4 separate regions of the Mus musculus genome follow, and regions 2, 3 and 4 are each linked to region 1. A link is a contact called in public Hi-C data. All regions are on one chromosome and are shown on one strand. The core of a region is the stretch at or near the end of the contact, and the rest is flanking DNA. Distances in the headings are between cores, read along the strand shown.

Region 1 (5,564 bases), core at 248-2,747:
ACCAGTATGTGGTGAGCTTTATCAGAAGGTTAGAGTATGGGAACTCCTGCCCCGAAAGGATGGACAGAGACAAACACAGGAGCTCCAGAAGTCGCCGGGGCCTCCGAAGGGCTCTTTGCAGCCGGCCTCTTTCAGCCGGCACTGTGGAGATGGGTACTTTCAGAAATGTCTGAGCATGGAGGGCTCTGACTTAGACAGAGGTTCATGCCTCTGTTTTGTTGCAGATGGTTCAAGTTCCTTTGTTTGTTCTGTGGAAATATAATTTTATTCTGTCTGAACCCCAGCCCATGGGACAGTGTCACTGACATCCAGAGCGACCTCGGGCCAATCATTTCTAGAAGCACTGTCGAGCCTGTGCATGCGCGCACACACAGCCAAAGGCATACCTCACTAATGGCCTGATTTGTTTCTTAATCCATTCATTTTGATGTTTGCTATCAGCTATCCTATGTTATAAACTTACTTCACAAAGGAGAAAGGGGAGGAAGGGACAAAAAATCAATAACAGCAGATATATTGCATGGGCACTGAAAATTATGAATGCAACTGGAAGAAAGCAGAACAGGAACGAAGGGTGCGGAGGGTGGTTTGTGACAGAAGAGGGAGCATCGCAATAGAAGCTTCAAGTGTAATTTTAATGAAGCAGGGAGAAGAGGAACAAGAGAGGGTTTTTATTTCTTGTCATGAAGAATTGATATCAGTCATGGACAAATGTAGGACATATATTCATATATATGTCCCATACCAATGTGTATATATACACACAAATCCATCATGCCAGTATCTGTAGGCTAATAATCTAAAGATATTTATGTATACAATAATAATATTATTTATTTTGTAATTAGATGCCTACATAATTATGTATGCTTTATGTGTGTGTGTATACATTTCATAATTTTAATAATGTCTCTAAAAGGAAGTATGTGCCCTCAGACATTTGAATATCTCATCCAAGTCAGGCGGCTACATGAGAAATGTCTAGATCCCCTCCTAACATGACTGAGAGTTACATCTCTCAGTCATGTGAGCCGTGGAAGTCTGTGCTTTTGACCTGTTACTTTGATCAGGATTCGTACTACTGCGGGTAGACTTTAGTTTGAGGTGAGAAGGTACCGGAAGCAGCGAGGGTTCCTGGGATGCGGCTGATACCTGAAGGAGGGGAGGCTGTTGGAGCAGGGCACAGCTAGCGCATCATGCTACATACACCACTCCCAATCTCAAACCCAAGTCAGAGCCCTGGTTTCTGTTGTCTCTGAAAGGTTTTAGTGCACAAATAAGCAAATAAGAGACAAGGAATGTCCAGTCATTGTTTGCAGAGTTTCTGGAATTTCGCGCATTGTTAGTTTAGCTGTTCAAGAAGGCTTTGCTTCGCTGTTTATCAAACAGCAGCAGGCTCGTGAATAACTTCCTCGGGTACTGGCCCACATTCTCTGTCCCCTTGGCGTCTCTTGCCCAGCAAGGCTCATTCAGGGCGTCTTCCCAACATCCTGTCTGGGAATGCGCAGTTTTTCTCTGCTTACTAAGCCCCAGTGGCCCTTATTGAAATGACCTCCTGCCCAGGAAGAGCTGCTCTGGCGCCTGGCTGGAAGCAACCGTGGTTTCTAGGAAGTCACACACACACACACACACACACACACACACACGAGCGAGCGTGCGTGCGTGCCCATGCTGGAAGTCGTGTTCAGAAAGGGCAGAATGTTCTTCCTAAGGAACTTTCCTGACCCAAGAACCAGCAGGTGTTACAGCAACAGCTAAAACAGGCCAAGTCAGGGGCAGGGCACACACTGGAAGCCAGCCAGAACCACAAGCAGCAGCCCTGGTGACTAAGGCAAGCTGAGGCGGCATGGGGATTTTCCATGGGCATAAGAGAACACCATGTGTGTGGTTGTGTGTGTCTGTGTGTATATGTGTGTTTGTATATGTGTATGGAGTATGTATGTGGAGTGAGTGTTTGTATGTGGACAGTGTAGAGTGTATTTGTGTATGTATGTGTGGAATGTGTGTGTATACATGGAGTGTGTAGTGTGTGTATGTGTATGTGTGTATAGTGTGTGTGCATGTTGTGTGTAGTATATGTATGAATTGTATATAGAGTATGTATGTGTGTGTGTAGTGTGTGTGCTTGGAGGGTGTAGTGTGTGTGTGTGTTTGTTTGGAGTATGTGTGTATGTGTGTGTGTAGTATGTGTGTGTGTGTGTGATCATAGGTGCATTCAAGTATAAAACTTACTGAGATATCTTCAAAGCCAGCAGCATTTAAGAAAAAAACTAACAGCAGAAATCCATCTCAAAAGAATGTTGCTTACCTTAGCTAAGCATGTTCTAAAGCTATTGTGATTCTTTTCTTTTTACACTTTAAAGCAGTGAGTTACCATCCCCCCTGTGTGAGTGTGTGAGTGTGTGTGTGTGGGTGGGGGGGTTGAATGACTGTTTCACAGAGGTGGCCTAACACCAATGAAAAACGATGCTACTCACATTGCAATTCATAACAGTAGCAACATTACAGTTATGAAGTAACGTGACTCTATGTTTGCCGTTGCCACACCGTGAGGCACTGGATCAAGGGTTGCGGCATCAGGAAGGTTGAGAACCACTGTTTTAACGGGTTACCAGTGAGAACAGGGAGACCGGAAGTCTCCAAACACCCTGTGTCTTAGTTTGGTTTGCTGTGACAAAACACCCTGAACAAAAGCAATATGGTGAGGAAAGGGTTTGTTTCAGCTGACAGGATAGAGTCCACCATCAAGAGAATGCAGGGCAGGAGCTCAAGGCAGAAGCCTGGAAGCAGACACCGAGGCAGAGGCCGGGGAGGGGTGCGCTTACCGGCTTGCTCCCATATGACTTGCTCAGAATTCTTTCTTACAGCACCCAGAACCACCTCTCCAGGGGTGGCACCACCTACAACAATCTAGGCTCTCCTCCAATCAATCATTAATCCAGAAAATGTCCCCGACAACATAAGACTACGTGACAGTCTTATGGAGGCATAAACTGAAGTTTCTTCTTCCTGGGCGACCTAGCTTGTAGCAAGCTGACAAAATCATCATTATCATTATCATCATCATCAAAGACAACTCCCTGAACATTAAAAAAAAATCTAAAGAGGTAGAATAGTAAACTTTTTAGCAATGACACTTTTGTAATTATTATGCTTAAGACATCCATCCTCTAAGGATTCCAAGGACCAAGAAACTGAGTGCCTTGCAGAATCATGATTCCAGCTTCCAGATGCTTAAGGTACTGTGACCTCTCTCATCAAAGCCAGTGTCACAGGTGTATGACATTGACACAGCCCTGGACTCAAAAGAGTTCCTAATCCGGTTTCACTTACAACTGTGGCCATCTTGAAGCCCTTAATAGTTTTATCTAACTTGAAGACTTTAGTATGACACAGGTGAGCTGAGTTATGACAGGAAATGCATCTTTTGGTCCTTGATGCTGGCTCACATTTAGAATTTGAGATGGCCCAAGAGCACAGATTCTACTGAAAGAAAATATGAGTGAAGGGTGACTAGGACTGAGTAAGGAAGGAAGGATGTTGATTTTGTCCCGTTTATGCCAGAACTTGTCTTGAATAAAGAATGAAGACCCTGACTGAGATTTTAAGAAACATGACTGGACACCCTATGTCCCTTCTGTCTAATCTTGCTTCCCTGACTTAGGCAAAGTGATGATACAAGTTAACAGGGAAAGAGAGAGAATGAGAGAGGGAGAGAGAGAGAGAGAGAGAGAGAGAGAGAGAGAGAGAGAGAGAGAGAGAGCTGCATACATGTTAAATACCTTTATGTTTGAATTTTTAAACCAACATTTTACAACATAAAGGTCAGCAATAAAACTCATCCCAGACATTTTTAGATTTAATTTTCTTTACTTAGAATGACATTAAGTTGCAAAGTAAAAGATTCAGAGGTGAATGTGATTGAAGAGATGTACGTGTGCGAAAATGTCATGCTGAAATCCATTATTATGTATAATTAATATGTACTGATTTAAGTCAATAAGGAAAAAAGAGTTGGCAGGTTGCAAAAGAAAAGAAAATGCTTTACACTACAGCACCTTCAATGTGGTTCTTGCTTTTAAACAATTTTCATCTTTCTATGAGTGCCATTATATATGTGTGTGTGTATATATGTGTATGTGTGTGTATATATATATGTATATATTATACATATATATACACATCTATGCATATATGCATATGTGTGTGTGTGTGTGTGTGTGTCTGCTGGTGATAAATCCAAGTTTCTGTGGAAACACAAGGTCACTCTTGGCATGATTAGGGATAACTCATTGAGCAGTGTTCACGTGGCATGGATCTGGGGTCCACTGAAGTGGTTATATTTGGGGTTTTCCTGAAGCACACCCTGAGATACAGAATCTAATTTACGATGATCCTGACAAACACCCAGCAGTAGTGTTTTAATTAAGCTGTGGAAGGTGGGAAAGCCAGTGCAAAGGTATTGAGAAGGCAGTTCACTGTGGGCATCCCAGCTCATTCCTCCTGCTTTTCCTGGGAGGCCGGGTTCTCTCCTAATCAGTCCAGAGGAAGAACAAGGAAGCTAGAACATCTGTCTCTGCCTGGTGGGAAGTTATTCCTGGAGGCGTTAAACCCCCATCATTTCTGACTTGTTCTGCTCCTGGCTATGATGACCATGGAAAGAAAAAGAGAAGTAGCCCTAAAGGAAGAGGGTTGACATGTAGAAGAGGTTTATCAACACCCGTCACACTAGTCAAGCAGTACAAAACAAAAGAAGCCTGCTAGATTAGAGAGACTCCATAGCACCGAAAATACTTCAGCCCCAACTGTCAGAGCTCTTGTATATCCAGCTTGAATGTTGGTGTCACATCAGTCTCGGCAAGTGTCAGCTAAGACACTTCTAGTACTGTAGAGAAATGCAAGAAACTGAGGAGACTTCTGCAGAGACCATAGGACAGCCGAGGGGAACTTAGTATTGATCAGGAGGTCTGGAAAGAAAACCGCTGGGTCTTGTCAAAGACCAGCTTCAGACCTTAGAATCTACCTAGCCTTTAATGACTCTGACCTGGCTGTTCATTTCTGATTTGTTCAAGGTAACTAGGAACCATAAATCTACTGTCCACTCTCTGGCACAGCCCCAGGGGTGCACACATGGAAGTCACATAACAAGTGGTCATGGGCTAATACCTAAGGTATGTTTATTCAGCTTTCTAACGTGGGATCGAAGGCTTATACCATGGATGTGAAGTGCTAATCATAGGTAGATATAAACTCACTTAACACAAGTTTGAGCAGTCAACCCAGGAGAGTATAGAGTTTTGCTAAACCTCATAACCTGCTTTTTGTAAACTATGTACATAATGATTTATATCAGTATATGTGCACTTGTAAAATTTCATGTTTATAAAATTATGTTGGCTTAAACAATGGTATTATAGATGAGCACTACTCTAAATCTGTTTTAATGTTTAAGTTAAATATAAAATGTGAGTGTGAATGTGTGTATGCATGAGTGTGTGTGTGTTTGTGTGTATGTATGTGTTTGTTACTCACCTGAACTTCACCTCTTATTTTAAAAGTTCAGG
Region 2 (5,749 bases), core at 2,389-4,888, 430 kb after region 1:
TGGATTTACCTTAGGGAGCCCTGGCTTCTTTGGAATGCTTCTTTTGGGACATTTTGCTTTCTTTAGATGTCACTTATGGAGTTGGAATTTGATCTGGTTTATAGCACTGACTGAGGGTAGAAAGCCAGGAAGTTTTCAGCAGAAGCGTGCTTGGCCCTCGATGCTGCTGAACTTGTTCCCTGCTGTGCGGTAGGCTGGGCCAGGAGGCTTGGAGCCATCTGTGTTCCACCAGACCACACTACCTACCCCAAGCTCAGGGTTACTTCATCCAGCACCCTAGCAGGAGAAAACCATGGTGAGACTTCAAATTCCAGCTCTGCCTACCCTGTCAGTGTGCTACAGTGTTAAGAATTGCTACCCTCACGTGTGAATGAGGAGAGCATTGCCGTCTGCCACTTGTGGGCACTAGAAAGATTAAAGCTGTCTGTGGGGCTGGCAGGTAAAGCCTGGCACTGGTTGCCTTTGTTTCTGGGCTTATTCGGTTCTTGCTCTTCACCTGTCCCCCACCCCATAACTTCTGGTCTTACTCTCGGATTTCCATTTGCTCTGAAGAACAGTTTGTTCCTCGTGAGGCCTGGAGGGATGGGCTGACTCATTCAGTAATATATTTGAATATTTGGCCCTTACTTGTTCATCTGTGTGTTTATGTCACAACTTAATACAATTTTCAGGTTTTTTTTTTTTTAGAAATAATTAAATATTTTTATTTTATAATTCTTTAAGATATTTCTGGAGTAGAATCTAGAAAGAAAAATACTGCTAAGGAAACTAGCTTTTATATTGGGTTTCTCCCCACCAATAAGTATCCACTTAAAATTTATGGCTTATGCTGCTTTTTAGAAGTAAATTAAGTACTAACATTTAAGACAGGCTTCACTATGTAGTCTAGACTATCCTGGGACTGACTGACACTTGTGACCTGCCTGCCTCACCTGTGTAAGTCCACATCTGGCTTATTTTTAATTTTGTATTTTCTTTGTGTATGCATATATATGTATATACAAACATATAGGCTATGTTTATAGGTAAAATGTAACTGCAGTGTATGGTATCTCTCTGTGTCTCTCTCTCTCTCTCTCTCTCTCTCTCTCTCTCTCTCTCTCTCTCTGTCTCTCTCTCTCTCTCTCTGTGTTTTATATTCCATGAGGAGAAAACCTATCCAATTGCACTTATGTGCTAGGGTGCACACTCGAGCCACTGTTTCTCTCAGGCAGAGCAGAACTATGGGAAAGGGTGGAACATGATTGGATATCACTACGATTGCTAAGAGATGGAAGCCTTTGTTGTTAGAGTTTAACGTTTGTAAACTCTTGGTTAGCAGTGGCCCCCACCCCAGCCCCCCATCACACTCGCCGCAGCTGCTCTGCAGCAGTCCTAGGAGAGAGCCCCTCCCTGCGGCTTCCTGCAACCGTCCTTTCCTATAAGCTGGCCCTGACTGATAGGAGAAAGGCAGCCTCTGTTTCACAATGAGTTCAAGCCCTGTGTGGGGACTTTCCAAAAGAGAGTGGGTTACCCAGAGAGAGCTCAGCATTTGGTCCGTCTATCGCAGGCAGGCCTCTAGGCTGAGAACAGAGTTTGGAAACTCCTGGCGCTGGTTTGTGCCTAGCTTGGGATTAAAAACCAATGTCGTTCAGGTGGAACAGGAGCGAGGCTTATCCATGACAGAGTAAACTCACCTAGTTTATATTGATTACTGAAGACGTGCCTAAGAAGCGCAGGAAGTCTCTGAAAGGGCTTCAGATGGCTTTTGTAGCACATGCATTGCCACCGTTGAAGGTTCTAATCTATAAAATATGAGATCTTTTTATAAAATGCCCATTGTATATGAAGTAAGTACAGTTATCTGATGTCTGTGCACAGGGCATTATTTGATGAGGCTTTTTTTTTTTTTTTTTTTGAGACAGGGTTTCTCTGTATAGCCCTGGCTGTCCTGGAACCAGGCTGGCCTCGAACTCAGAAATCCGCCTGCCTCTGCCTCCCAAGTGCTGGAATTAAAGGTGTGTGCCACCACGCCTGGCTATTTGATGAGTTTTAAAAAGTTAGCATTTCTGAAGGTGGTGGCAGGTGCTAATACTAATTGTGTGTCTCCTGTAGTCCATCCATGGTCTCAGACATCAGAACTGCCTTTTGAGATGAACCTAAGATGTCTTTCTTTGTCAAGAACCAGAAATGAGCCTCAGATCGTCCTTGTCACACTCACTGTATTATGTCGTCTCAGCTTGCTCCCTCCTCTTGTTCTTTAGCTCAACACAAGGGATTCCTCCCCGGTGGGTCACTTGGTGGCCCTCTAGGCCCCAGTGCTGTGATGTAGCCAGTGCTGTGATGTAGCCGGTGCTGTGATGCAGCCGGTGCTGTGATGCAGCCGGTGCTGTGATGCAGCCGGTGCTGTGATGCAGCCGGTGCTGTGATGCAGCCGGTGCTGTGATGCAGCCGGTGCTGTGATGCAGCCGGTGCTGTGATGCAGCCGGTGCTGTGATGCAGCCGGTGCTGTGATGCAGCCGGTGCTGTGATGCAGCCGGTGCTGTGATGCAGCCGGTGCTGTGATGCAGCCGGTGCTGTGATGCAGCCGGTGCTGTGATGCAGCCGGTGCTGTGATGCAGCCGGTGCTGTGATGCAGCCGGTGCTGTGATGCAGCCGGTGCTGTGATGCAGCCGGTGCTGTGATGCAGCCGGTGCTGTGATGCAGCCGGTGCTGTGATGCAGCCGGTGCTGTGATGCAGCCGGTGCTGTGATGCAGCCGGTGCTGTGATGCAGCCGGTGCTGTGATGCAGCCGGTGCTGTGATGCAGCCGGTGCTGTGATGCAGCCGGTGCTGTGATGCAGCCGGTGCTGTGATGCAGCCGGTGCTGTGATGCAGCCGGTGCTGTGATGCAGCCGGTGCTGTGATGCAGCCGGTGCTGTGATGCAGCCGGTGCTGTGATGCAGCCGGTGCTGTGATGCAGCCGGTGCTGTGATGTAGCCGGTGCTGTGATGTAGCCGGTGCTGTGATGTAGCCGGTGCTGTGATGTAGCCGGTGCTGTGATGTAGCCGGTGCTGTGATGTAGCCGGTGCTGTGATGTAGCCAGTGCTGTGATGTAGCCAGTGCTGTGATGTAGCCAGTGCTGTGATGTAGCCAGTGCTGTGATGTGCCATTGGTGTTGAAGTGGCTGGGAGTGTTGCCCTAAGACCTGGGCTTAGAACTTGACCTCGAGGGGTGAAGTAAAGATCTCGTTACCACATCTTTGAAAAAAATTGTGGTTTTCATTATTAGAAAAACTGCATTTCCTGTAGCTGGATTAAATGCCTTTATATTTTGCAGCTTTAAGGATTTCATTTTAAACTACATGTGTATTTACATGCCGGTTTGTGGATATGTGTATAGGTGTGCAGATGCCCAAGTGGGTAAGAGCCGTCAGATGCCCTCGAACTGGATTTACAGATGACGGTGAGCCTCCTGACATGAGTGCTAGGAACCAACCTCAGGTCTTCTGCAAGTGTTCTGTGCTCTCAACCACTGAGCCCGCCCACCCGACTCCAGCACCCGCCCCGCAGACCAGGAGACTTTCCGTGCAGCTGCTTTAGTCCACATGTCCTCAGAGGTGGCAAGGGAGGCAGTCTCTGCAGTGACCTATTTCCCTTGGTGTTTCAGAACGGAGTGTGAGAGACAAGGGGCATGGCTTGTTACTGATCTCTACTGTGGTGTGTGGACAGGACTGTTTGGTGCTCTGTCTAGTCAAATTGTACTGAGTCTTAAAAAAAATTGTATTCTTACTGACAGTTTCTGGTTCACTGGAAAGTTGTGTTTCCTGTTGTAAGGTTTGTGGAAGGTCAGAGCAGCAGCAGCAGTAGACAGAGGTGAACAGTGAGGAGAAGAGGCCCATGGGAAGGGGAAGCACCAAGTTCAGTGAGTTCGCCATGCTGCGTGCTGACAGAGCATACAGTGCCTGCCTGTCTCCTGTGGAGAGACCAGCAGAGGAGTCCCAAGCCCTCCCTCACTAGGCACTGGCTCACAGTGAAGAGGCTCTCAGGGGCTTAGAAAAGGGAGAACCTTGCCTTGACTACAGCCAGGGAGGCAGCAGGGTGCTGCAGCTGAAGGTTATGTGTGTATGTATGGAGAGAGAAGAACAACGACTTTCCTTTTGCGGCCCTATCAACTCCCCTGCGATGAGGAAGGCATGGGAGTGTAGGAGAGAAGCCGCTGTGCTGGCCCGTGGCTTTCAGCCTCAGCACAGATGCAGGGGGTGAGCATCTTGATACCAGCACACTACTTGTTGGCTATTTAAGGGCAACATTATTTTTTTCTCTGATCAAGCTTCTCACTAGAACAGTAACATTTAAGGGGCGTACATTTTCATTAACCTCACGCAGAAATGTGAGCCCCCAATGGTTAGTACCAGGAAAATGGGTCATCTTGCCTTTTCCTGTCCAAGGAGAGAGAACTGCACTTGAAAGCTAATGACTTTTGTGTTCTCATAGCTCTCAGCTCTCAGCAGTGCATAAAAAGTGCCTGTTTGGCATTCATTTACTTATCTGTCAATGTTGGTGGCAGTCTGAAGTGTTCTATAGTGTTATACTTGGTTCAGTCATTTGCCTGAGGAGCCCCTAAAAACTAGCTTGATCCGAGGGTTTGTGCTTTAGGAAGAACAGTATGATGTCCCTTGCTCCCTTCATGGCAGAAGAAATGACACTGTGTTCATCTATATTCATTGAAGAAGAATTGGAAGGTCATATACTCACAAGAATCGGTCATTCATAATAGTTCATGTATATATGTATATGTGTATATATATATATGAAGCTACATGTGCATCTATACATAAACATTTACACATATTTGTATAAATATGTACATATGTGTGTAAATGTGTAAAGTGTGCAGCACAGCTGACATGGTGTGGTATGGCACACTTTTCTGGTTTCCCACACTGTTCCTGATGACTGCTGTTTCCAGTGCTACTACAGTGGCCACATGGTGCTGTCACATGACCATAGTAACTGGCTGTAGCTAGGTGATTTCATTGTATCTGATTGACACTGTGGAACCTTTGCTATTTCCCCTCCTTTTATAGTTAACATACATGATTTACTGAGGTGCATTTTTTTTATTAAAAAAAAAATCACTTTTCTTTTCTTCTTCATTAGAATTTGAGCATTTGGGGCTGGCAGACGTTTTTGTTGTTGCTTTTAATAATATCTGTCTTGCAATAACTTCAAGGAAAAATTACCATCTTAAATACTAGATTTAGGACTGTGTTTATTTTGCCTTGGCAGAGCTGTGGGTAGAAGCGAGGCTCTCTGCACTATCAGCAGGTGAGGTAGTGCTGGCTGCATCTCCAGTTGAACACCACTCTTATTGGCCTCCGTCTTCATGCTTAATTCACGTTTTCATGATCTGGTCTCTCTGCTGGGGATACTATGTAGGGCGGGATGTGAATTTCTGCAGTGCTGCTGCCACCTAGGAGGGTGTGATATTTGATAATTATATATATCATTATAAAATCATATTTACAATGAACATTGATAACCAAAGTTACAGTATAGTATGGGATATATATTTAATAAATTGGAAAAGAAAGAACTACAACTAGAACCCTTGGTTTTTATGCTAGAGAAGTGGCTGAGTTGGTAAAGTACCTGTCAGTCAGGCACGAGACCCTAGTGCCCAGGCAGAAGAGCTAGGAATGGTAGGCAGGCAGTCAAGCCGATCCTTGGAGCTCATTGGCCCATTGGCCTAAGCGGTGGGAGCTACTGGTTCAGTGAAAGACCTTGCCT
Region 3 (5,637 bases), core at 1,646-4,145, 490 kb after region 1:
TACTTGGTATAAAATTTTACTTTTATCAGAGTTTAGGTTTCTGTTGTAAATAAATTTTCCCTTATGTTTTCTACCAGCCTTGGTATAAATAGAAAGATTGCTGTTTGTGAATATGGTAAGGAGGTAGCACTCAAGACTTGTGGTCATTTCATTGCGTCTTTTTAAATGACTGTCCCCACAACATGCTGTGCATCCTTACCATCCGTGTCTGGCTTGTTGCACAAGCTGGTTGCTCTCAAGAAATGGTTAAGAACAGCAGTGGTTCTGGCAGAGGTCCTCTTGTCCTGGTCTTGCACTGCGAGGTCTCTGTGTCCTTTGCTTCTGTGTCCTGGTGAATGACATTGTGGCCATGCATGGCATTGTGTGTGGCGTGGCATTGTGGTGTACATTGGCATGAATTCATCACAGTTTCCCAGTTTTCAAGTTCTGTTTTGATTTTTCTTGTTTCCCTGGTGACTTCTTTTTCCTCTTTAGTTAGTTAGAATTGTATTGCTTAATTTCCATACAGCTGGGGATTTTCCATCTATCTCACATTATTTATTTCTAGTTGAATTTTGTTGCAGCTAGAAGACATGGTGTGCTCATTTAACTTTTTATGAGTCTAGTTTGACCTTATCGGATACAGTCTGCTTTTATTGCTCCAGATAATTCACTTTTATTTTCATTTACTAAGGTTATTATTATTAATTATATTAATGTGTATGATGCAGGGCATTGAACCCAGTGCCCTGAATTTTGAGCATTCACTCTGACATTGAGCTATACTCCTGACCATGCTCACTGCCCTGACATTCTATGAATGAGAGTGTGGGCTCCATCAAGGTGTCAGGGGCTGTTTCTTTCTAGAGGTAGTGAGAATAATGTGTTCTTGCTCACTTAGCCTATTGGCAGCATTGGGTATTGTGGCTAGACTCTCAAGGGCAGTACAACCATTGGATCAGCGTTTCTTTTCTCCAGTCATTCTCTCATTCGTATTTCTTCTTTATTTTGGTACAGCAGGTTGAACCCAACAGTTTGCATATGCTAAGCACCTGCTGTCTGAGCCAGCTTTGCTTGCTGTAACAAAATACCTGAGACTGTTGTTAAAGGAAGGAAAGGTTTTTCCAGGTTCAGTTTCTTGGTGACCCAGCTCTATGCCTTTGTACAGGAGGCAAAACAGAGAATCTTGGAGAGACTGTTCAGCTCCTGACAACCTGCCACAGAGGAACAGAAAGGCCAGGGACTTCTCTTTGTGAAGACCTGTTCCACAGTATTACAGTCTGATTATGAACCCATTAGTTGGTCAATCCCCTGAAGAAGTCTTGAGTCCTCACGATCAGTCCAGCTAACTCTCCAAAGTTCCACCTCTGAGCACAATTGCCTTGGGGTCAGGACTCTGGGCCCCTGAGTCTGAGGACACTCTGCATCTACAGTCTACCCTGGGCTCTCGCTCTCCGGCACACCCTGGCTTCTCTGTAGCTTTGTAGCCAGTAGGGGCAGGTCGAATCTTCTAGCCCAGTCTCTTACCTGACTGCTGGTTAGCCAGAGACTCTGCTGTGAAGTTTGAAAGGATCTCACTGTAATTCAGGGTAATTTCTTCATTCCAAAGTCCATGACCTCATCAGGCCAGCACAGCCTCTTTAGCACTTAAAGAAACCTGCACACTTGTTCCAGGTATCAGGGAGGTCACATTTTGCTGGCCATTGTTTTGCTTCCCACATGGCTATGCTCATGAGAGCATCTTTAAGGTGGTGGACTTCAAAGCAGAGCAGTAATGCCAGCCATCTTAGGATTCCTTTCCCGTTACACTTCCAGATCTTATATATAAGCTTAGATTCAGGTTAACGGGCTCAGCGTTTCAGTACAGGTCTCCTGACAGGGAAGTTTCGGATTAAGTCTTTGTTTTGCCTTCGTATGTATGGGAGTGCTGTAGATGCACGTATATATTCATGTGTGTGCATTGCGTGTATGTACTGGGGGCAGGCACTGACACTGGTTTCTTCCTGAGTTATTCTTGTTTTCTGAGACAGTTTTTTTTTTTTTTTTTTTTTTTCACACACCAAGCATGGAGCTCAGGATTCTGCAAGGCTAGCCAACTAGCCCAGGAGTCCTCCTGTCTCCACTTTGCCTGGTGCTAAGATCACAGACATGCACTGTCACACTGTCCCCTCCCCTCCCCTCCCCTGTGTTCCTCTTGCCTCCTCTCCTCCTCTCTTCTTTTTTCTTGAGTGTGGCTTCGGGGGATCCAGGCTGCATGTGTGCGTGCTCCGCCCCTTCCTAACAGGGCCGCATCTCTGTCCTCTGCTGTAGCTTTGTTGGTGAGCGCTGAATTGCTTCTCAATACAGCATTTTAGGCTGGCAGTTTAGTCTTCTTTAAGTGGTGTAAGAGTGAAGTAGATAAGAGGTTGGAAAGATAGGTGAGATTTAAGCAGCCGCCACCACATTACCATTACTTGATCATATATTCCTGGTTAATATTTCTTGATCATCTTCCTGGAGGGAAGGAAGAGCTTGGCAGTGAAGTGTTGTGGCTTCCTGTGCCTACTGTGTAAATCCCCACCTCTCCTGCTTTGTATTCAGGGCTGAGGATCAGCTGCTGGCAGAATACCTTTCCCACTGTGCCTTCCTCTCACTCTGCTGGTCTGTGTGCAGCCTGGTTTGCATGCTGTTCCCCATGTGTGTTTTAAACGCGTTTTTTGCACACCACGTTCATGAAACCTCCTTGACTTGAAAGTGCTTCCTTCTGCTCCCTGCCCAGGACTGAGTCAGAGATGTGCCACCTACGTGAACGTGTCTTCATTCCCGATAGTCAGTTGTCTTTGTCCTCCCTAGCTTCCTGATTATACATCCTCTTTGTTATGCATTTGATTGCCTAGTTCTCTGTCTTGTGGCTTCAGTCTCCTCCTCTGTCCTGAGGAGAGCTTCCTGTCTGCACACACACTCAGCCTCTCACCCTGAGAAATCGCCCTTCTCCCCTGTTAGTAATATCTGGGCTTTGCCCTTCCTGTCCAGCTTCCCAGGGAGAGATCCAGCTTAGCTGGGCCCTGAGCTCAGCCCCCCTCCCCACACTAGCCCCGTGGCTGAGGTGGATTTGGCCCCTGGGTCCCACTGACCATGCTTTCAGACCTGAGCCCATCCTCCCCATTCCTATGCCACAAGCCTGGTCGCTCTCCTTAATGCCATCGTGTGTGTTTAACACCCTGGGCCACAGGAGTGCCCAGGTTCTTCACTGTCATGGGTGTCGTTGCATCTTTCCAGGTCCTACCTTGTTGATTCCCACTCCTAGCTTAGCCTTAAGTCTAGCAATTACCCAGGCCTCTAATATCAGGCCTCTTTTCCTCTCCACAGCATGTTTTCTTTGGCTGGTCACTTGTTTACCTTTACAAAAAACAGCCCTCACTGTGCATTCCCAGATATCTGCCTCTTAGCCTAGACCTCTCTCTAGGGACAGAAAAGAATGTGCCTGTATACTTCATGTATCACAATTTTCAGCTTGCCGTGCCATCGTAGTAATTATTTTAAACGGTTCTGTAGTGTTACGTTAACTGCACTGCCATCATTAGCCTGGCCATCTTCCTGCTGACAATGACTGGTCCTCACTGTCCACCTGTGGTCCACAGTCCCACACACGCATGGGGAAGTGAGCGTCTGTGGTTGCCAAGTAAAGGGCCCCCCTCCCCTCTCAAACCAGCTCAGTGCTCCCATATAAAGCCAGGAAACCTTTGTAGAACTTCTGGAAAACTATTCTTAAGCCTTGTGCTTTGCCTCTGTTAAGAGTACTACCATCACTACTAGAACTGCTGACAGCTTTTCAGTCTGACACAGCCCTGGAAGAAGCTCGGAGTCCCCCTCTGCACAGCACCATCACCTGATCCCCTCCCGAGCACCTCTCATAGAGATCCAGCAGAATCAAGAAGGAATGGGTGGTGCAACTTCAAAAAGGCCTGGCGTGTGTCCTTGAGTGACTGGACTGCCCTTCCATATTCTCAGCCAGAGAAAGACAGGGAGAACATGAAAGATAGGAATCAATATGGCAGAAACTGAGTGTGACCATGAACACCAAAGTTAATGACGTCATAAATATTATTAACAAGAGCTCGAACTTAAGAGAATGAAATGAGATAAAATGGGGGTGGGCTGGCAGTGGGAGGAGATTTATGTGATACACACATCGTAGAGGGAAACAGTTCCATAAGTTGTCCTCTGAACTCTGCATGCTTCATGACATATAGACTGTCACACACCCAGATGGATATATATGCATGCATACATACATACATATATACATACATAAAATAAATACAATAAATTAAGAAAAGAGTGGTTGGGAAGATGGCTCTGTGGACACAGTGCTTGCTCTGTGAGCAGAGAACCTGATTTCAGTCCCCAGCATCCGCAGAAAAGCCAGGCCTGGTGGTACACGCCTGCAGTACCAGTTCTGGAGGGCAGCGAAAGGAGGGGCCTGGAGGTTTGTCAGCTAGCTGATATAGTGCAAAGGACAAGATCTAGCTTCAGTGAAAAACCTTGCCTTAAAAATTATACTGAAAAGCAATAGAGGAAGACACAATCTCCTCGAACTCTGGTCTTCAGATTGTACCTATGGACATACCCACACACATAGACACATAACACACAGGGGTACTATATATATATCCATATACATAGGTGTACAACACAAGTACACACACACAGGCATACAACACAGGTGCACCTCCACACATACATAGACAGATGTACTCAACACATCAGCATATTATGCAAATGTGCACACAATCATAGGCACACGACACAGGTGTCACCCACACATAGGCATATGACACAGGTGCACACACACACACTATACCGTGTACTAAAATTAAAGTTACACACCAAGAATTGACAATAGACATTTACAAATATAGCCGACATGTATGAAATGCAATGGCAAGTGACAGAAGGTCAGGTCCTATTGAAATTGGAACATGTTGCTCAAAATATTTTTCTAATCCTTAACTATAGATTTTTTTTTCAGAAATATCATAAGTAAACAGAAATATTTAGAAATTCTCTTTATTTTCTCATTCTCTTGAGGCAATCTCAGTGTGTGTTCCAAGACGGCCTCAAGCACGTAGTTCCTCCTGGGTGCTAAGGGCCCCCCTCCCCTCTCAAACCAGCTCAGTGCTCCCATATAAAGCCAGGAAACCTTTATAGAACTTCTGCACTTTACAGCCAGCTTTCCTTTTCTGTAAAAGCCAAAAGTTTTATTACTTTAATTTAAAACAACATAATTTTGAGTATTTCAGCTACAGGTTGATTCTTTGTAATGGTGGGCACCATTTAATTAAAAGAAAAATATGAAAGAGTCTATCATGGTGCTTAAATCAGTAATCCCAGCACTCAGGAGGCAGAGGCAGTAAGATCCCAAGTTCAGGACTGCCTGGCCTACACAGCAAGACCTGCTTTAAAAATATATATATAAACAATTTAAAAACAGCTTCTTCTGGAAGTTCTGTGAAATAGTAAGATTACCATGTGTACCCAGTTGGGACGAGGTCCACAGGCCACGCCCCCAGGCGGCTTCCCATCCATGCCTTAGAGTTGTTTGCTCTTTGTGACAGCTCACTGCCTGGCTTTTGGAAAGTGGGTGGGGAATCTGCCAGCTTAGGGTGACCACTGATT
Region 4 (5,283 bases), core at 1,860-4,359, 410 kb after region 1:
ACATTCTCTGAATGTCTTTATCTCCCCTTCACCTCAGGAGAACTGGGTTCATGGGTTGGGCTGTCTGGTCTGTGCTCCGGCTTCTCTTTGTCTGCAGTGAGAAGGCAGCTGTTTGTGTTGTCATTTCTGTTTTGCTTAGTCTCTGTGTGATGAGTTGGGCTTTCCATACATACTTAGACTCAGCGCCTGTCAGCAGCTGAGTGTCATGTGTTCAGATGCAGAGCTCACTGTGCCGTTCTTACATATTTAGGTGATTACATTTTTAATGAAGTTTGATAATTTTGTTTTATTTATTTCTTTATTTCGCGTGTGTATGTGTTAATGCATGCACATGCCAGTCCTCCCCACTCCCTCCTCCTGACCCCACAAACACACACAGAGAACACACATACAGAGGTCAACTTTTGGGAGTCAGTTCTCCTCTCCTATTACGCGGGATTCTGGGAGTGAACTCAGGCTGTTAGGTTCAGTGACAGGTGTGTCATCTCACTGCCCCCTTTATTTTAATTTAATTTAGGTAACTCTAAAATTAGCATACAAGGTATTATATGTTAAGTATTTTCAAACAAAGTACTTTCGTTGATTTTCCTCCTTGCCTCTCTCCTTACCCCTCCCCCACTACTCCCAACCCCCCAACCCCTCACCTCTGTCATCTTTTCCTCATTAATATCCTGTGATCTCTGGCCACCTCCAACCTTCCTAACCCTTCCCTCTCCAGCCCTCCCATTTTCTCTTACTGGTCATCTAGTAGTCCCTTGGTATATGAGGAAGACTGTTTCAGGACTGCCCACAGGTGCTCAAGGCCATTAGAGGAAGTGGCATGCCTGCACGTGTCTTCCTGTCTCCTTCATTATCTCCAGATCCCTTTAGTGCCCAGCGCAATCTCGGTGCTCTGCAAATAATCGGTGCAAATTATACTGCACCGTTGTGTGTTCCCATAGTTCCCATCCTGTACTGCTGCTGGTCACTTGTGAGTGGGTGTGCACTTGCACACATGCATGCCGTGGGACTCATGGGGGTCAGAGGGCAGCATTGTGTTGGCCCTTGCCTTTCACCTTGTTTGAGGCAGGGTCTCTTTTGCTGTTTGCCACCTCAGAGCCTCTGGGGGGCCAGAGTTTACCCGGCGCACAGTGGTTACCTCCCCTCGCTGAGCTTCCTGGGAGTTCTCTGGAATCTTGTTCACAGCTGGACAGGACCTCCCCTTAGACACAGAGAGCCCCTGCCTACCAAGTCCATTCGATTATGGGATCGCCACTGTCCTGACCGCGTGCCCTGCCTAATAGGGTTGGCAGTGGCAGTGGACTTGCTGATTCGCAGCCTACCTTGGGTTGAACTGTGGCCCTGACTGAGCTAATGTTACGGGGTCAGGAACAGCCTCAGGGAAGAATGCTTCAGGCCTCTGCTGTGCTGATCTTACCCTCTTGGTAAGTCTGCAGTGGCCATGAGCATGTGGGCATCCGAGTCTGCAGATGACTGTGGTAGATTTCCAGAGTTCAGGAAATGCTTGTGATGCCTGGTTGTGTTTCAGGGAGAGGATCGGTGCCCTTACTATACCTGTGCTGTTAGCTGTGTGTACAGACAATCCTCTGGCAGGCAGCATCCTGAACCTTAAGGGTATAGAGTTGTGCACAGTGTGTGCTAATAAGCTTCTTGATAAAGGCTCCTTGCAGAACCCCATTAAGTCAGCAGAGATCTACTTGCTGTTTGAAAGACTTAAATTACAGGGTGAATGTGCTTTAAGACACTTGTAGGCTCTACTGACTTTTACAGTCCACACTCTTGATCCCAGTATTAGCTCACTGCAAACCTTAAATGTGACCTTTTGCTACTGAAAGAGTGGCTGAGTTGGAGAAGAAAAAGGAAGGGCTTGGAGTGTGGGTTGTGGGTTTGGAAGTGAATGCTAGTTCTTCAGTTTGTAAGCTCTGTGGACAGCACAGTGCTTTCTCTCCCTGAGCCTTAAGCTGAGGGAGTAAAGCCAGCCTTATAACTTATTTTGGAGGCTACCATCCAGCACACAGTAGGGTCAGTCATTCCTTGCAATCCTCAGGAGATTGATCAGAGTTTGAATGCTTCAATTCCTTACATAAAATGTATGTTTATACAACCCCATTTAACTTCATATAAACTTGAAGTCATCTGTTGATGGACTCTACCCCACATAATGCAAATATAACTGACTGTAATGCTGTATTCTTCTAGAAATAGTGAGGGCCAAGAAGGGCCATGACTGTCCAGTAGTTTGAGGTGTTTTTTTTCCAACTATCTTATGGTCTGCTTATGTTTGATACTGTAGATTCAGAAACTATGGGCAGAGAGGGCCATGAAACCAGCTTACGGGTGGATGAGTAATTTTGGAAAAGTTGCCCTGCCAGATTTACCTCCTTTTTGTTTTTAAACCAGGCTTTGCTCTTTTGGTTCTCTCCCTGTCTCCCTTTATTTTATTTTTTAAATTTTAACTTTTTATTTAATTATTTCTCTCTCTCTCTCTCTCCCTCTCTCCCTCCCTGTTTGTATATGTGTTTGTAAGAGAGTGTGTGAATGTGTATGTGTGTATGTGTGAATGTGTATGTGAGTGTGTGAGAGTGTGTTTGAGAGTGTGTGTATATGTGTGAGAGTGTGTGTGTGAGAGTGTTTGTGTGTGTATGAGTGTATGTGTGAGAGTGTGTGTGAGAGAAAGTGTGTATATGTCAGAGAGAGTGCATGTGTGTGTGTGTGTGAGTGTATGTGTGTGTGTTGATCAGGAGTTGTCACTTACCTCTACCCTGGGATCCTGGGAATTGAACTCAAGTAATCAGGTTTGGCAGCAAAGGTCATTACCTACTGAGGCATCTTACTGTCCCACACTCTCCCACCCCAAAGCAATATTCCTGCCTTTCATACAGTGCATGGAGTGCACAGTTTTGTTAGCACACAGATTATACTGTAGTGCTCTTTGTACACACTGAGGTATTCCCAGTGTTCATGGTGAGTTGCTCTGACATCTCTATGTCATGGCCATACGAGTGCCCACCAACACTTTTACTTGAGAGAAGTCTTGGTGATGACGAGTCAGCCCATGTCACATGATCATCCAGGGAAGGGAGGTCTGTACTGGGGAAGTGGACTTTATATTTGGGCATTCTCAGGCTGGCTGTGGGAGGAAGCAGACAAAGGGTTGCCAAGAGTTCATGCTCTGTCGTATGACACCTCAGTTACTGGAGGGGAAGGGTAATTGGGTGGCGGTGGCTCCTATGTCAGTTGTGCTTATGGAGGACAGGATGGGCCTCGGCACATCCAGATCTTTCCCTTAGCACTCGATTCTTAGAACTGCAGTAAGTAGTTCCTCTTAGTGTTGGGAAAACTCTGCCAGGTTATTCTGTGTTCCAGGCTATTTTATAATGGGTTTTAAAACACTTTCCCCATAAAGTTTCTAGATACTACCTCTTGTTGGAAGCCTTCAGTTTATCCCGAATGTGTGTTTTGCATGGTGTGTGTGTGTGTCAAGGTTGTTCTTGGTTGTTGTGTGTTCAAGGTTGTTCTAGCACTTGGGCAGGTACACATTTTATAGTACAGACATTCAGAGGATGTCTGACTCTGAGAACTGGGTTCAGAGCTCTGTCATCAAGTAAAGCCAGGAAGCCCTGGCTGCAGGAGGAGGGTAGTATTAGTCACACTTGGACTTGACTTGGGTGCTGTCTAGCTTCGTCAGCTTAACAGTGAGCATCTGGCTGTCAGTTGTGTTCTGTGGTGAGGTGCAGTAGTCAGGTATGAGTCTCAGAGGTGCTAAATGGTCTTTTGGGATCTGTACTTGGTGTAGCAGTGAAATTTGGAGTTGTAGTGTGTTGGTCTGGATCCCCTCAGACGGTGATATCAGTGTGCCATTTGGGATGGTGTTAGAGCAATAATTAACTTTTCCCCTAAAGGCTTTAAAACCCATTTTTCTGGTGATTTCATCTATGAAGAAAAGTTTTTAAAAGACTTTATGATATGAAGTAGAAGTGTCAACTTTGTATTCACGGTGATTGGGGATTTTTCTTGTTTGCCCATAGTGTTGCATGAATAGCCCCTAGGACCCTGTGCCTGCCAAGAGCTATGGAGGGAGGGCATCAGAGTGTCTCTGACAAGAATTAGGGCTACAGTGAGTGTGTAGTTCAGTAAGAGGAGTAAGACAAACTCTAAATTATACCAGTTGAACTGATGACTAACTACTACACAGGAGAGACAAGGCTGCTAGCAAAGACAGTGACAGGCCATGAGCTTGCACAAGGAAGCTACTTCCCAATACCAAGAACTCTTTAGTTTTAGGTCGGTATTAAACCAGTTCTTCAGGTCTCACTTTCATAAAGCTATAGTGCATGCACGTATAATTTCCCTTCATTTGCAGATGCTGCTAGAAGCAGGGAAGCAGAGTGGAGGGAGTGAGGTGCTTGATGGGAGAGTAGCTTGCTGGATGACTCCTGGATGTAGACCAGGCTAGACCAGGCTACAGATGCTGTGTGAGGCATTCTGACCTTCTGTGCTGCTAGAATAGCCTAGAAGTACAGAGCATGTGTGAAAAGACCATGGGAATGGTAACTTGGGTAGGTTGGAGCTGTGAATGTGTTACACATGCAAGAAGTACCATCTGAGAGAATCATGCACTTAGCAAATGTATGAGAGGCTGCTGACACTCATGGTGTGGATATCGTTACTCTTAGTACAGGAAATAAGTATGTAGTATGTATGCATGCATGTATGTATGCTGGGGCTTGTACATGGTCAACAGTCATTTGAGCTCAGTCTGTAGAAATGAGAGCTGTTCATTATCTTATTGTTGTTGCTGTCTTGGAAGCAGAGCCTCACCGTGCAGCACTGGCTGATCTTGAACTCACAGAGATCTGCCCACTTCTGCCTCTGCCTCCCTGGTGCTAGGATTGAAGGTGTCTGCCACCATGCCTGGCTTGCTTATTCTGAAATTATTTGAAAATAAAGTTGGAGTATACTTTTCAGTAAAATAACAGGCTAATTGATATAAAAATGTCCTAGTTTAGGCTATTATTTTACCCTGCCAGAGGTGCTTCTGTGAGTGAAAACCAGGAGACATTTAAGTAGTGCCTTTCTTCTTAGATTTCTGGGGGGACTGGCAGTATTTTTAATAAAAATAGTATCCTACTTTTAATGAGGCACAGAGAAGAGGTGAGAGTGGCCAGGTCTCATTAGCAAATCCAGGCCCATGGGCCCCTTTGCTTGGCGTGAGTCCTTAGACCTGTGCAAATATAGCTGGAGAGCGGTTTCCAAAATCTTGTAAAGTTACTCTTCTTTTTA

What was found. A called contact is a pair of places that touch in the nucleus more often than the background predicts.
Region 2: a contact with region 1 is called in a Hi-C map of Th1 cells, with 1.8 times the contacts expected there. The contact joins two enhancer-like sites. A contact is called at or near these places in 3 of 484 Hi-C or Micro-C datasets (Th1 cells, embryonic stem cells and muscle stem cells), 4 of 115 datasets of contacts at active chromatin or transcription factors (the NIH/3T3 cell line, acute myeloid leukemia, differentiating embryonic stem cells and 1 more) and 1 of 9 other capture datasets (embryonic stem cells).
Region 3: a contact with region 1 is called in a Hi-C map of bone marrow-derived macrophages, with 14 read pairs. The contact joins two enhancer-like sites. A contact is called at or near these places in 5 of 484 Hi-C or Micro-C datasets (the AML12 cell line, the P5424 cell line, bone marrow-derived macrophages and 1 more) and 3 of 115 datasets of contacts at active chromatin or transcription factors (cardiomyocytes, embryonic basal ganglia and stem cell-derived neural progenitor cells).
Region 4: a Hi-C map of bone marrow-derived macrophages shows a contact between it and region 1, with 18 read pairs. The contact joins two enhancer-like sites. A contact is called at or near these places in 1 of 484 Hi-C or Micro-C datasets (bone marrow-derived macrophages) and 3 of 115 datasets of contacts at active chromatin or transcription factors (Th17 cells and embryonic stem cells).

Annotation. Positions count from the first base shown.
Region 1 is chr13:41,661,149-41,666,712 of GRCm38.p6, forward strand. No RefSeq gene overlaps it. Among named protein-coding and RNA genes, the nearest start is that of Gm40925, 13 kb to the right of the region's middle. Within about 2 kb of position 1,498, at least 153 of the 459 cell types and tissues checked have an H3K27ac peak or open chromatin away from gene starts, as enhancers often do. A contact at or near this core is called in Th1 cells, acute myeloid leukemia and bone marrow-derived macrophages, where this site is marked.
Region 2 is chr13:42,092,388-42,098,136 of GRCm38.p6, forward strand. All of the region lies in intron 2 of Hivep1 (human immunodeficiency virus type I enhancer binding protein 1), which reads left to right. Among named protein-coding and RNA genes, the nearest start is that of Hivep1, 43 kb to the left of the region's middle. Within about 2 kb of position 3,639, at least 114 of the 459 cell types and tissues checked have an H3K27ac peak or open chromatin away from gene starts, as enhancers often do. A contact at or near this core is called in Th1 cells and acute myeloid leukemia, where this site is marked.
Region 3 is chr13:42,147,321-42,152,957 of GRCm38.p6, forward strand. All of the region lies in intron 3 of Hivep1 (human immunodeficiency virus type I enhancer binding protein 1), which reads left to right. Among named protein-coding and RNA genes, the nearest start is that of Gm32778, 37 kb to the right of the region's middle. Within about 2 kb of position 2,896, at least 82 of the 459 cell types and tissues checked have an H3K27ac peak or open chromatin away from gene starts, as enhancers often do. A contact at or near this core is called in bone marrow-derived macrophages, where this site is marked.
Region 4 is chr13:42,070,367-42,075,649 of GRCm38.p6, forward strand. The region is part of intron 2 of Hivep1 (human immunodeficiency virus type I enhancer binding protein 1); the gene reads left to right. Among named protein-coding and RNA genes, the nearest start is that of Hivep1, 21 kb to the left of the region's middle. Within about 2 kb of position 3,110, at least 9 of the 459 cell types and tissues checked have an H3K27ac peak or open chromatin away from gene starts, as enhancers often do. A contact at or near this core is called in bone marrow-derived macrophages, where this site is marked.